Regions from separate parts of the Mus musculus genome. Here regions 1 and 3 are each linked to region 2. Evidence: chromatin contacts called from public Hi-C data. All regions are on one chromosome and are shown on one strand. Each heading gives the region's core, a stretch centred on a gene start, on an enhancer-like site or on the middle of the called end of the contact. The rest is flanking DNA. Distances are from core to core; before and after follow the strand shown.

Region 1 (4,606 bases), core at 1,483-3,982, 380 kb before region 2:
TTGTCACTGTCTTTAGACAGACCAAAAGAGGGCATCAGATCCCATTACAGATGGTTGTAAGCCACCATGTGGTTGCTGGGAATTGAACTCAGGACCTCTGAAAGAGCAGTCAGTACTCTTAACCACTGAGCCATCTCTCCATCCCCCATTTTGCCAATTTTCAAGCAGCTAAGATTGTGTTCCTTTGGAGCTGTTGGCAGGTGCTACTGTGCAATGGTGGGGTGCACTGCTACAAAGGATGCTGCAGTGCTCCTGTAGAAAGTTGATACCACTTCTCAGTGATCTCAGAAAGACTTGGTTGAACCTATTTCTGATGAATTAGCAGTCCTAACCCCTGCTGCCCAGTGTTTAATGAGGAAGGAAGGAAAAAAGGAAGGCATCTAGGGCCCTGGAAAGCTGGTTCGTTCTTTTTCTAGATAAGGTAAGATAGCTTCTAAATTTTAGAGAAAATTAGGATGATATTTTAATTGAAGATAGAAACAGAATTAGATTGTGATTCATTATGAGTTATCTGTGCTTGATAGCTACAGGTATCTTTCTAAGTTCATCTATGGGATCGATTAAAAATACTGAGCATGTGGTAGTTTACGTGGTATCAGTGTGAATACTGTCTCTTCCTAGAATTTCCATTATTTTGTGCTTTAGATTCTGTCACACTTAAGTCATACATTGAATGAGATTACAGAGGAAAATGGTAAAATCTAGAAGCCAGAGCTGATAGCTAGAAGTAAAGAAAGCACTTTTGAACATTATATGGTGCTAAGTAAGCTGACTGGATTTAGGAATGCTGGAGTGTTTTTCTTTTGCTATTAGAGTAAATAAAATTCAGGCAAGCACGTTTCCTGATCCCTTGTCTTGGTTTTAGACATAGCTCTCATTGAAGACGTCATTGACTTTTTTTCTTGTTTTAGGTTAGGAATATCTTTTCTTTTGACCCTGTAAGAGAGTTCTTATCTCCCAAAAGAACTATGAATTTCAAATTCTTAAGTTTCTTAACTTGTTGACTTTTCCTTCATGTGCCTTAAATTTAGTTGTGCTCAAACTAACTTTATTTGTGCTGTATAAATAGGCTTTTCTTTCCCCACACGAAGTTAAGCATTTGATTCTGGCCTGAGTAATTAATGCCACCACAAGAACATGAGTGTAGGAGAGCTCTTAGTGTCTTTGTCAGGGAAACAAGGATGTCCATTCTTTCCTCTGACCAAGGCTGATGTGTGCCACACCAGTGGGGAGAGAGAGAGAGTACATGGTTATGGAGAAAGCCTTCATAGCATCATCAGGTTTTGTCATCCCATGTTCCCCACCATGACGCTCAAAGTAGCGTAGCAACATTCCAACCTTCTTTCTTTCTTTCTCTCTTGTAAATCAGACCGAAGGGAGGAGCACTTTCACTTCCTTTATAGGATGGAGTGTGGTGGCACAGGGACTCCTTGTGGTGAGTAAACCCTGATTTTTCCTTTTATACTCTTGGCCAGATTGACCTCAGTACCAAAGCATAGGCACCAGCATAGCCACATAACCATTTGAGGATGGGACAAACTGAGGAAGATGTGCCGCCCAGCCTTCAGTAGCATCCTCACTTGGTCTTAAGCCTTATCCATGTCTATTCCAGTGTTTGACCACACTGTCACCATGAAAGTCACCATGAGATATTCTCTAATGACACCTCAGTCCTCACCTTAGGGCTAAGCCCAGCTCACTTGTTCCTAGAACCACTGTTTACTTTGTGTTATTCCAAACATAAATGGCGCTTCATAAATCAGCCACTTCATTCTAATTAATTAATTTAATGTACAAAAGAAGGTGTTAGCAATCGAGTGAAAAGTATTAAGTGATTATTTTTTACTCAGTGTCAGACTTAAATGATGAGTTTCTCAGTTCAGGAAAGCATCTTGGTCCTAATCCTTTGTTCCAGTTAACTTAAGACCATAAAGGGACTTCTCTTAAAAATATGAACCACATGAAATACACATTTTCAAACTTTCAATAGTATGTACGTGTCCCCTCCAGCCCTCAGTTATACATACTTTTCAGTGAAATGAGGCATGCTCACTCCTGGCCTCCGTCCATGGCTTGAAATGAACTGGCAGGAGGGCTCTGCTTGCCATTGTTGCCTCCTCTTCCTTCTTGATCTTGCCAGTCCCACTTCTTTTTATCAGTAGAGTATCAAGGCGTGGGGACGCCTCACAGGGAGCATCTTTCTCTGCTGCATAGTTCTACTTGCATGACTCTATGAGCACTTTAAACAGCTCAGAGATGTATAATAGTAAGACATATGACATGAAATTATCATTTGTAATTACTATGAAAGTATAGTAGAAGTATTTGTAGGGGTTAAAAGGTAAAATTTAGAAATGTAGAGAGTCTGCTTCTATATAGATATTTTTAACTTGAATATCTTTTAAGTTGTGTTAAATGTCTTATTTTTATTGGAAGTTCTATTGAATGTCTTATTTAATCTTATCTTGAGTGGCATGTAATAAAACTATTAGTCTAAACTAGGTTAGACTAATGTGGGTTTTTGTTGTTGTTGTTGTTTATTTGGTTGGTTGGTTGCTTTGGTTGGTTGGCTGGTTGGTTGGTTTGTTATTTTGTCCAGCATTCTCTTGAGATCTCCAGCATTTACTAAAGGAACTGCCTATAATTGGCTCTTTAACAGACATCATACCTAGGACTTGAGCCTGAAAGATTATCTAGGTGTCGCTCTGGGTTGGTTGGCAGCACTGTAGATAAGCTTCTTATGGAGTTTGTAGTGATTACTGATAGTCATCTAAAAATACCCTACAGAATAGGGGCAAGTGCTGTGGTTGGTTCACGTCGTTTTAATTAGGCAAACTCACTTGTGGTTAGATCTTGGAGAAGCTGCGATACAAATAAGCACTGTGTACAATGCTACTCGGGAAGGGGAGGGTGTGTTGTTTTGGTTTTGCTGCTTTCCTTTTTTATTAATGGGCACATGTGGAAAGAAAATCCTTGTTTTATAGACGTTGTAAAACAAGTTTTATGTTGTGTTGGAATAGTAGTCCTCCACTCTGAAAACCTGTAACTGCTGTAGCAGACAGTAAGATGTTAAGGCAGTGATAGAGAGCTGAGGACCCAGAGCAAGTACATTTGTTCTGTTTTCCACTGTGTATTTTAAAAATTAATAAAGTGAGAGGTATGTTTGTTTCTTAACATAATAATTTTCCATATGATAGGTTATATATGAGTTTGGAGGTTTTGACAGTCAGTGTTTGTAAACAGCCATGCCTGCATTGATGCCTTTCATTGTGCTCCCTGGCTATCAGTGGGATAATGCCCGTCTATAGTCCAGGGATGCAGGACCTTCTAGCGTTTCTCCTCTTGATATCTAAATTAGAAATGTTTGCTCTTGACAGAAGAACCACTGTTCCCAGTCCCAGCCTCATATAGAGTATAGGGCATGAAGTCTCCTCGATCATCAGTTAGCCCTTGGCAGGGAAGTGTGATCTCAGCTGGGTGTGAGGGAAGGAAAGAAAAAAAATGTACCCTGCTTTCCATGGAAAATCAGGAAGAAAGTAATGATGGAGGTAGTGCTAGGTGCACTTCAGCTCAAAGCTCTAGCTTGAGCTGCAAAGAAAAAGCAATCAGCATCCCACATCTTTTGGAGGGCTTGGGATCTGACTAGCAAAGCCAGGCCTGTCTTGATAAGCTCACTACATGGCTTCCCACCTGCTTTTTTTTTTTTTTTTTAAGATTTATTTATTTATTTATTTATTTATTTTATGTATATGAGAACACTATAGCTGTACAGATGGTTGTGAGCCTTCATGTGGTTTTGGGAATTGAATTTTGGACCTCTGCTCGTTCTGGTCAACTCTGCTTGCTCAGTCCCTACTTGCTCCAGCCCAAAGATTTATTTATTATTATATGTAAGTAATAATAGCTGTAGCTGCCTTCAGACACACCAGAAGAGGACATCAGATCTCATTACAGGTGGTTGTGAGCTACCATGTGGTTGCTGGGATTTGAACTCAGGACCTTCGGAAGAGCAGTTAGTGCTCTTAACTGCTGAGCCATCTTACCAGCCTAACTTCCCACCTACTATCACCCTTTCTGAATGTGTCTCTTTTCAGACTTGCAGTATCCCATATTGAGTCCAAATGGATGTATCAAACTTACTAATAACCTGTAGAAAGCAAGAATGCAGCCTGTGACAGCTACTCTCAGAGCTGGTCCCACAGCCTAGTTACAGGAACAGTTTAAAAAACGTACACATTATGCTCTTGTGGACAGGCTGAGAAGGAGCTGAACAGACTAAATAGCCAAGAAACTCCTAAGAGGTAGGTGTGTGTGTGGCTCTGAGGCCAGGGACACAGTAGCAAATGAGTTCAGCCCACACCACAGCTTGAAGTAGTCACTGCTGGTAAAGATAAAGAGGCCATAGCTCCTAACGGAAGCTCCCACTCCTAACAGTTGAGTGTATAAGTAAAAACCTGCCAAAACAGAAGCCTGAGCAGGGATCTGCACCTTGTCACTGTATCATTGAGGAATAGGCCTGCTGTAGACTCCAGCGTATTCGTTCTTGTCATGCAAATGTCATGTCCAATAAAAGGGAATCCTAAAGTTCTTCTTTTCTGTTTGTTTT
Region 2 (3,960 bases), core at 1,063-3,562:
ATCTCCCCTGTAGTACAAAATGTGTGCATCATTGCTAAGAACCTTGCATTAGGAATGATTAAGACCAGGGCTTGAAGCCTGGCTCCATCGCATGCTAGATGTGTAATCTTTGTTAAGGCATTCCGTCTCTCCGTGTGTGCCTCCGTTTCTAGCTGTGGAAAAGGAGGACCAGAAGCCGTAGGCCTTGTTCCGTAGCTCTGATTAGGAAGGTATGCGATTGCACAATGCCCTTCCTGGAGCGAACAGTGCTTCAAAACACCGAATTCTTCACAGCATACCTGGAACCTTCCAGGATAAATAGTGTCTCCACGCTGCACGTACAACAACATTCTTGGTCACTGGCTCATCTGGTCCTCAGTAGTCCAGTCTCTTTGTAGACTGGAAGGGCTACAAGAACTGCTGTTTATGTCAGACCCTTAACCCTTAATGCAGCAACACCAGGAACAGAAGGATTTCAATACGTTATTTGCTTAGTTCATTGACCAGCATAATTTTTGAATTATGTTTCTGCTTTTCCTCAACAAAGACGTAGGAAGAAACAAAAGGCAGCATAGATGTAAAAATGACACTTTGGTCCATAGCTGAAGGATCTGTCCTTACCTTGTCCCTAGGAATGGGGTGCCTGGAGAGGTTAATGAAGAGATCATAGTCTGAGGGGAGCACAGAGCAGGGGTCCTTGTCCAGCACCCCCTTGAAGGCCTCCCAGATGGCTGTGCAGTTTTTGTTCCTGTACAAAAAAGTGCCGGTCAGAACTGGAGACGCAGTTCGGAGGGTAAGGCCGCTTGTGCCATAGGCAAGAGGACCTGAGTTCATCACCCACCAACCCTGCCCATATGGCTGCCGGTGCCTCTAACCCCAGCATTGTATTAGGTGGAAACAGGAAGATGACTGGGACTTGCTGGCCACTAGCCTAACTCTAGCTTCCAGACTAAGACAGAAAATGATAGAGTAGGCTGTCTTCCTCTCTGTGGGCACAGGCACAACACACACACATACACACACACACACACACACACACACACACACACACACACACATTCTGTGCACACAACAAAACAGAGTTCTCCAGTTTAAGGAAAGCAGTCCCCTACCCCATCCCCACCTCCAGACTTATGACAGAAGCAGACAAGGCCACAGATAAAAGTGATGCTAGAAAGTGACAATTTCAATGTCAATAAACCAGGAAACTTCTGGTTTTCAGAACTCTCCTTCTCCCTCTCCCTCCCCCCTCCCTCTCCGTCCCCCTCTCCCTCCCCCTCCCCCTTCCCCTCCCCTCCCCCTTCCCCCCCCTCTGTCTGTGGTGGAGGTACTGCACATGTATCATGTAGTCAACTGTTCTAGCACTGAACCACACCTCTGGCTTTCGCCTATTCATTAAGACACAAGAGTGGAGCTCCTTGTTCAGGTTCATTAGAGGGCGAGTCTCTGGGCCCACTGAGGTCAAGTCAGGAGGCAAGACTTGGGAAGATAGGAGTGGATGCCAAGTGTTGGGAGCAGTTTCCTCTACTGAGTCAGAGTGGCTTCTGGGGCCAGTTTTCACTCCTGAGGTCCAGGACGCCTTTCAAAATCACGTTCTATAGCAATGGTCATGTTGTCCTACCTTTGGTGACAATGACCAACCTGACTTCTTATGTTATTCTCTCATTTTATTTTATTGAGCTGCATCCCAATTAAAAACAACTGGCATGAGAAAGAGTGGTGTAACAACACAAAAAAGCAGATCCAGAGAAGGAAATTATTTCAATAGGAAACACAGTGTGCACAAGGTAGGGGGAACCAGAATCCTCTAGATGGGACAAGGGGAGCTAATTCCCAAGTGGTGCTCAAAATACCCAAACTGGCAGTTGTTGATAGTAGGCAAGGCTCTTTCACTCAAATTCACCTCTAGACTGGTGTCGCATTACAGCTTTCTCCTCACCTCTACACCCACAGGGGCAGCCTTAGCAGTTTCCTCCCGGGTCTGGAAATCCCCTGCACAGGGGATCTTGTCCCTAAGAATCACCTACATACACATCACCTGCATGGAGTCCCGCTAGTCCCTCCACCTGACTTTCCAAAGCCCTCACCTCACCCCACCCTTCTGCCTTTTCACTGTCTGGCTTAGCACTTACCCCAGGCTCAGCAGCGTGGTGTACTCTGCGCAGCGGCCCAGGAAGATGCTCTGGAGGTGAGGAGTGGTACCCTCCCCTGTCCACCGCGCTCTTGCCCCCAGAAGCACTGTCAGCAAGGACAGCCATAGCCACAGCCACAGAGACAACAGGCCTCCCTGGACAGCCATCAAGAAGACTTTGATTCCTCTAGCCCGTGGCCTCTTGGACTCCTCCCAGTTCCTCTTCCACTGAGGAGGCGGTTCCCCTTAGCTGAGCTTTGGCAGGACTCATCCAGATGCCAAGCCAGCCCACCTCCCATCCTCTTTCCTCTTCCATTACGACAGAAATTAAACTTAGGGCATTGCCTGGCAAAAGACGCCTCGTGGAGGGACCCCAAAGGGAATGGGAATTTGAAGCGCGCGCGCGCACACACACACACACACACACACACACACCTCTATAGAAATCTGTTACCATGTGAGCCCTAAGCAAACTTAAATTCTGTCCTGGTTCACACAGTCTTTCCAGGAGAGACATGTGCTACCCTTAGTGAAAATTGATGGCTTTGAGAAAAGCCGAAGGCACAAGGGCACAGACAAGAATCACATGCCATTCCTAAGTTGACTCTTAGGGAGTTTGTCTGGGTGGACTCTGGATGTGACTGACTGGTGCCTGTTTTGTCTTTCCTTTTCTTCCTTTGTGAGGGACATCGTCCACAGGCATCACTTACACCTGCCCCATGGATTCTGGAGCACAGGGCTTGTTTTCTAGTTTTCCAAGTGCTCACAGATAACTTTGTCTGAGAATACAGTACGGTCAGAGCTACACTCCTTTGTAATTTAGGCAGTTTAGATGTGAGATTTGGGGACTTGAATTGATACTAAAATAAGTTCATAATTGTAGGGGACGGTAGGTTAGGTAAAGGAATTTATCATGTAGGATGGATGTGAATTTTTGAAGACCAAAGGATAACTCCAATGAAGCCAAAATACCCATTAGAGATGTTTACACTCATATTCTGGAGTTCTGTGATGATTGCCTTGCATGGTAGTGAAGGCTCTATGCCCCAGTATAAGGGAATATCAGGACCAGGAATGGGAGTGAGAGGGTTAGGGAGCAGGGGGAGGGGAGAGGGGAGAGGGAATTTTCAGAGGGGAAACCAGGAAAGGGGATAATATTTGAAATGTAAATAAAAAAATCTTTCTTTAAAAAAGAAATTGCCAAAAAAAGTAAATAAACAGCAACCCCAAAAGTCCCCAAAACCCCCAAAAAACCAATCACTATAATATGCCAAGATTGTTACACAAAGATCATTTTCAAAAACAATTTCCTAAGTGAGATTTTTTTTTCCTGTGAGGAAAATGTGAATTTCTTTCCTGAATTCCTAAGCCCCGCCAACTACTTTCTTTTGGGAAAACCCAACATACTGTGTTGTGCTAGAGCAGGTCAGTATGAGTAATTCCAATATCTGAATCAAATGTTTCAAGAGATCAGCTACTCAGTGGGCTTCCTTGTCAAAGGGAAACTTTTCACTGCGCTTTCTATACTTCTGTGACAACCTGTGGAATTTCTCTGGACGGGAAAGCAACTCAGCAGATGACACAGAAACTGCAAGTGTGTTGCTAGCCATTTCTAGCGTAGTGTTAGCTCACCTCTGTGTTCTCAGTGGAACTTGCTGCTCCATCTCTTGTGATCATTTGTAACTTTCCAGCTTATTTGATATTGACCATATATATGCTTTTCTAATTCTTTAAAATTATATAAAGACTCAGATGTGAGGTTAAATTTAAAAAGCAAAAATATCTTCCATAAAATCTTCTCCACACACACATTTTACATAAACTTTAATAGTGTTGTGTGGCTCCCCTCA
Region 3 (4,274 bases), core at 1,730-4,229, 260 kb before region 2:
GAGTGTGTGTGTGTGTGTGTGTGTGTGTGTGCTTGTGTGTATGTGGGTGCTCATATCTGTGAGTGTGAAAGCCAGAGATACATATCAGGTGCCTTTCTCCATCTTTCTCCACCTTTTCCCACTGAACATAGAGCTTGTTATTTAGGCTAGACTGCTTGACCAGTGAGCCCTCAGGATTCTCCTGTCTCGGCCTCACTGGTGCTAGTGTCGAAGATGAGTGCAGTGCCCAGCTCTTATTTGGATACTCCGGGTCTCAGGTTTTCATCCTTGCACTAAGCCATTTCCTTAGCATGAGGTGTCTGTCCTTTCAGAAGAGGAAATCTGGAGACAGCCAGCCAGGGAAAATGCTATACCTAGGTTGCTAAACAGGAACAGACCTAGCACTTACAGCTGGCCATTGCTAGCTCCTGGGATGTAACCATCCTGGCAGGAATGAAGATATTAGACACTTATTGCCCCTCTCTTTGACCATCAAACCATTGAAACAATGAACCTAAAGAAACTGCAATCTCCCCAGGTACCTCAACCTGGGAGGAGGAAGAGGCTGAAGCTCAGAGTCTTCCGAGGAGGAACTTGTCTCCTAGGAAGAGATGCGCACAGGCTGATAACATGGCGGATACTTTACAGTAGAGACCTGGCCAGACAGATGGGTCAGTGGCTGGCAGAACCACACCTTGACCAGGATTGAGCAATTATGTTCTCCTTTCTGTGTAAAACCAAATCCCATGTCAGGACCAAAGCTGTACTTGTGGGTGGGGTGTCACTGGATCTCTTTGTCCCCCTTCTTTTCCATTGTCATTACACTGAGTGAATCTCCTTTCTCTGCCTTTTTGCTATGACTTGTCTGTTGGAGTACTTAGGATGAGCAGCCAAGCCTCGCTTGTTGAGGGATGCTAGGACCTAGGCTCTGACCTTAGTAGCCCCAATGACAGTGATAACTTTAACTGAAAAATTAATATTTTTTATTCAGTCTTTTTAAAAAATTTAATATTATGAGATAGTGTCTTCCAGGCTGGTCTTAAATTCACTTCTGTCTTAGTTCCGTTTTTAATGCTGTAATAAAATACCATGGTCACGACAACTTGTAGAAGAAAGCATATAGTTGGGCTTATAGTTCCAGAGGGTTAGAGTCCATGGTGGTGAAGCAAATTCACGGCAGCAAAAACAGCTGAGAGCTCACATGTGATCACAAGCAGGAGGCAAAGAATAAAGCACTAGGAATGGCACAAACCTTTTGAAATGAAAAGGTCCATCCCTATTGACACACCTCCTCCAACAAAGCCACACCTCCTAGTCCTTCCCAGTCAGTTCCACCCACTGGTACAACTTTTGAATTGTATCTCTTTAAACTTGATTCTTATTTCCTTATTTATTTATTTATTTATTTATGTATTTATTTATTTAATGTATATGAGTATACTGTAGCTGACTTCACCAAAAGAGGGCATCAGATCCCATTACAGATGGTTGCAAGCCACCATGTGGTTGTTGGGAATTGAACACAAGACCTCTGGAAGAGCAGTCAACGCTTTTAATGGAGCCAACTCTCCAGCCTGATTCTTCTTAATTTTTTTTCCCAAGACAGAGTTTCTCAGTGTAATCCTGGCTGTCCTGGAACTCACTCTGTAGACCAGGTTGGCCTCGAACTCAGAGATCTGCCGAGTACTGGGATTAAAGGCATGCGCCACCACTGCCCGGCTGATTCTTATTTCTTAACAACTACAATTAAGTTGGTTTTGTTTTCCTAGTAGTTTATAATTTCGGTTTTGATCATCCCTTTTGCCTAGTATGACTAGTGCCATCTGAGGAACTCTTACCCTATTAAAAAGTTGTGAAAAAGTTGGTAGGGTCTGTTTATCTGAAAATGTTGGTATCTTCAACAGCATGTCCTGGAGTACACACAGGCTTTGTCCTGAGCCATGAGCAATGTGTGGACTCACATGCCCCTCTTTGCATTGTCTCTCCCTGCTGTTCTTTGTAATTCTCTGTGACGCTTGTCCTCTTAGGATGTTGTTGAGCACTTGCTGGGTGTGTTTCAGAAGAAAACAAGCCAAGAAAACAAAAGTGGCCTCTTTCCAGTCTTTAGTCTTTCTTACCCAATTACTCTGAGTAGTTCCAGGTGTCTGGTGCTGGGAAACTGGAGGGCAGTGTCTGTCCCCTTAACCACCAGGGGAAGGCTTTCTACTGGGGATTTTCTTCATGTATTTCTTTTCCAGTTGGTTTACATGAATGGGTGCTCTGAGGTGGGGTAGTTTCTGCCTACATGGGTAGTTGACACTGGGATCTCAAAGATGATGTGATAAGTCTATTCCTATTTGATCTTTCTCTAGCAGGAATCTCAAAATTCCCGTTCATGGCTTTACAGTTTCTCAGTTGGATGTTTACTTATTAAATATGACAGTTATATTAATCGAGTCAAAGGCTCTCTTTGTATGGTCTGGGTGTTGCGGGGAGAGGAGGTTGTGTATGCTTTAATATCCTCTTAGGAATTGGCTGACCCAGAAGCTCAGCCTAATGAGATTTGGACATGAGCATCTGGAGGGTAATTGAGTGAGACATGTGGAGGGTGATGTTCCTGGCTTACTGACACTGTCTCGCATTTCTTTAAAGAGCCACTCCAGATACACCTTGTGCCGGAAAATAAAGCTGAGCAGAAGTGACTACGTGCTTCTGACATTGAAGCCAAGTCAAGTTCCTCTGACTTTGGAAGTAGGAGACTCCTGAGTCCGTAATACAGCAGCAGTAGGGCTGCTCCTTTTTGCTGTAGGCTCCTTGTTGCAGGCTTGTTCATCACATGGAAACTGAAACTGTGTAAGAAGCTTGTGTCAGATCTTGTGTCAGATCTGTCCCCTTCTTTTCGGCAGAACTGTCTTCCTGAGCTGAGGCTGTCACTCACCTGGATCCCAGCTTAGGTGGGCCCTCAGTACATGTAGCAAGGACAAAGACTAAGATGGTTATGCCATCTGGTTATGCCATCTGGACAAAGACTATGATGGTTATGCCATCTGGCATCCCCACTGTTCCTGAAACTTAGAGCATCCTCCTGCCTCTGGTGTCTCTGTATTTCCTTTTGAACCATTCTATTGGATGGCTTATCTCTCATTTCCCTCCAGTCTTTGTTTGGATTTTATCTCTTCAGACCATCACCCTGCTCTCCATTTTTCTTCATTTCATATACTCCAACATTCCAGGGGTACCCTCTTCCTCTGGGGTTTTATCTTCTGTGGGTTCAGTAACCCATGATCTAAAATTTTTAATTGAAACTTTCAGATATAAGCAATTCATAAACTTTCAGGTTGTGTGTTGTTCAGAGCAGTGTGATAAAATCTCTGTCTTCCCGATCCATTCTGTCCATGTCGTGAACCATCTCCTTATCCAGAGGCTCCATGTTCTATATGCTCCCTGCCTGTTACCTATCTCTGCTGTCACATTCAGTGGTGTGGTGCTGGACACTGCTTATGTCAAGGAACTCTTGTTTTCCTAAATAATTCCTGAAACACAAGAGAAGGTATACTAGTGGTTTTATTTCAGCAATGTATAATAGTTCTAATTGTATAATTTGTTACTGTTCATCTCTCGCTATGTCTAATTTATAACTAGATTGCATGTAGTAAAAAAAAAAAACAAAATACAACAGTTTATCTAGGGTTTGGAACTATATGCAATGTTAGGCATCCACTGGGGGTTTTGAAACATATCCCTTCCCCTCCAAAAAAGGATAATGCCTGTACAGTATTTGCCCATTTCATGTCTCAGAATCAAAGCATCTTACTGGAAGAGTTCAACTAACCCTGTTCACTTAACTTCATAGTTCCGTATCCCCAGGGCCTGGAATGGTATTTATTGAGAGCTGGAATTTATTGAGTGTGCAGTAAACATATTGCTGGCTGTGTGAGTCCTATCCCCAGCCCCATGCTGGCTTCGGCTCACTGCTGAGGGTCTCCAGCCGTTCTGTCCTGGCTGTCTGGGCTGCAGTCACTCCTGCCTTTTAGTTTCTAGAAACTGTGCAAGCTCCCTCCTGACATTGGGGGCCTTGGCATGAGCCCAGCCTTCTGTCCACATGCATCCCCTTCGTGGTGGGTATTTTCCTGCAGAGCTGGGGTAGCAGGTAAAGCGGGTCCAGGTGGTGGAGCTGTGGTTTGTTCTGAGAGTGGCCAGCTGTTGAATGTAATTAGGAGAAACAGAGTACCCCAGAACCCCAAAGCAGATTCTCCAGCAGCAAGTGTCTCTCCCCTTACTCGTATTCTCCCGAATCTCAGAGGACAAGCCGGGGA

What was found. Hi-C and Micro-C count contacts between places; a contact is called where the count stands out from the background.
Region 1: a Hi-C map of rod photoreceptor shows a contact between it and region 2, with 2.3 times the contacts expected there. The contact joins the enhancer-like site here to the promoter of Bst1 in region 2. A contact is called at or near these places in 7 of 39 promoter capture datasets (the 3T3-L1 cell line, 3T3-L1-derived adipocytes, the C10 cell line and 4 more), 3 of 484 Hi-C or Micro-C datasets (cortical neurons, large pre-B cells and rod photoreceptor), 2 of 115 datasets of contacts at active chromatin or transcription factors (CD8 T cells and effector CD8 T cells) and 3 of 9 other capture datasets (adipose tissue, liver and pancreatic islet).
Region 3: a Hi-C map of rod photoreceptor shows a contact between it and region 2, with 2.9 times the contacts expected there. The contact joins the enhancer-like site here to the promoter of Bst1 in region 2. A contact is called at or near these places in 5 of 39 promoter capture datasets (embryonic stem cells, hippocampal neurons, liver and 2 more), 1 of 484 Hi-C or Micro-C datasets (rod photoreceptor) and 2 of 9 other capture datasets (adipose tissue and liver).

What each region holds. Positions count from the first base shown.
Region 1 is chr5:44,196,142-44,200,747 of GRCm38.p6, reverse strand. The region is part of intron 3 of Tapt1 (transmembrane anterior posterior transformation 1); the gene reads left to right. Among named protein-coding and RNA genes, the nearest start is that of Tapt1, 28 kb to the left of the region's middle. Within about 2 kb of position 2,732, at least 13 of the 459 cell types and tissues checked have an H3K27ac peak or open chromatin away from gene starts, as enhancers often do. A contact at or near this core is called in rod photoreceptor, where this site is marked.
Region 2 is chr5:43,817,245-43,821,204 of GRCm38.p6, reverse strand. Bst1 (bone marrow stromal cell antigen 1) reads right to left here and starts at 2,312. Exons shown (of 9, transcript NM_009763.3): 1 at 2,112-2,312; 2 at 601-727. The coding sequence starts at 2,278.
Region 3 is chr5:44,079,101-44,083,374 of GRCm38.p6, reverse strand. The region is part of intron 2 of Prom1 (prominin 1); the gene reads left to right. Among named protein-coding and RNA genes, the nearest start is that of Prom1, 20 kb to the left of the region's middle. Within about 2 kb of position 2,979, at least 22 of the 459 cell types and tissues checked have an H3K27ac peak or open chromatin away from gene starts, as enhancers often do. A contact at or near this core is called in rod photoreceptor, where this site is marked.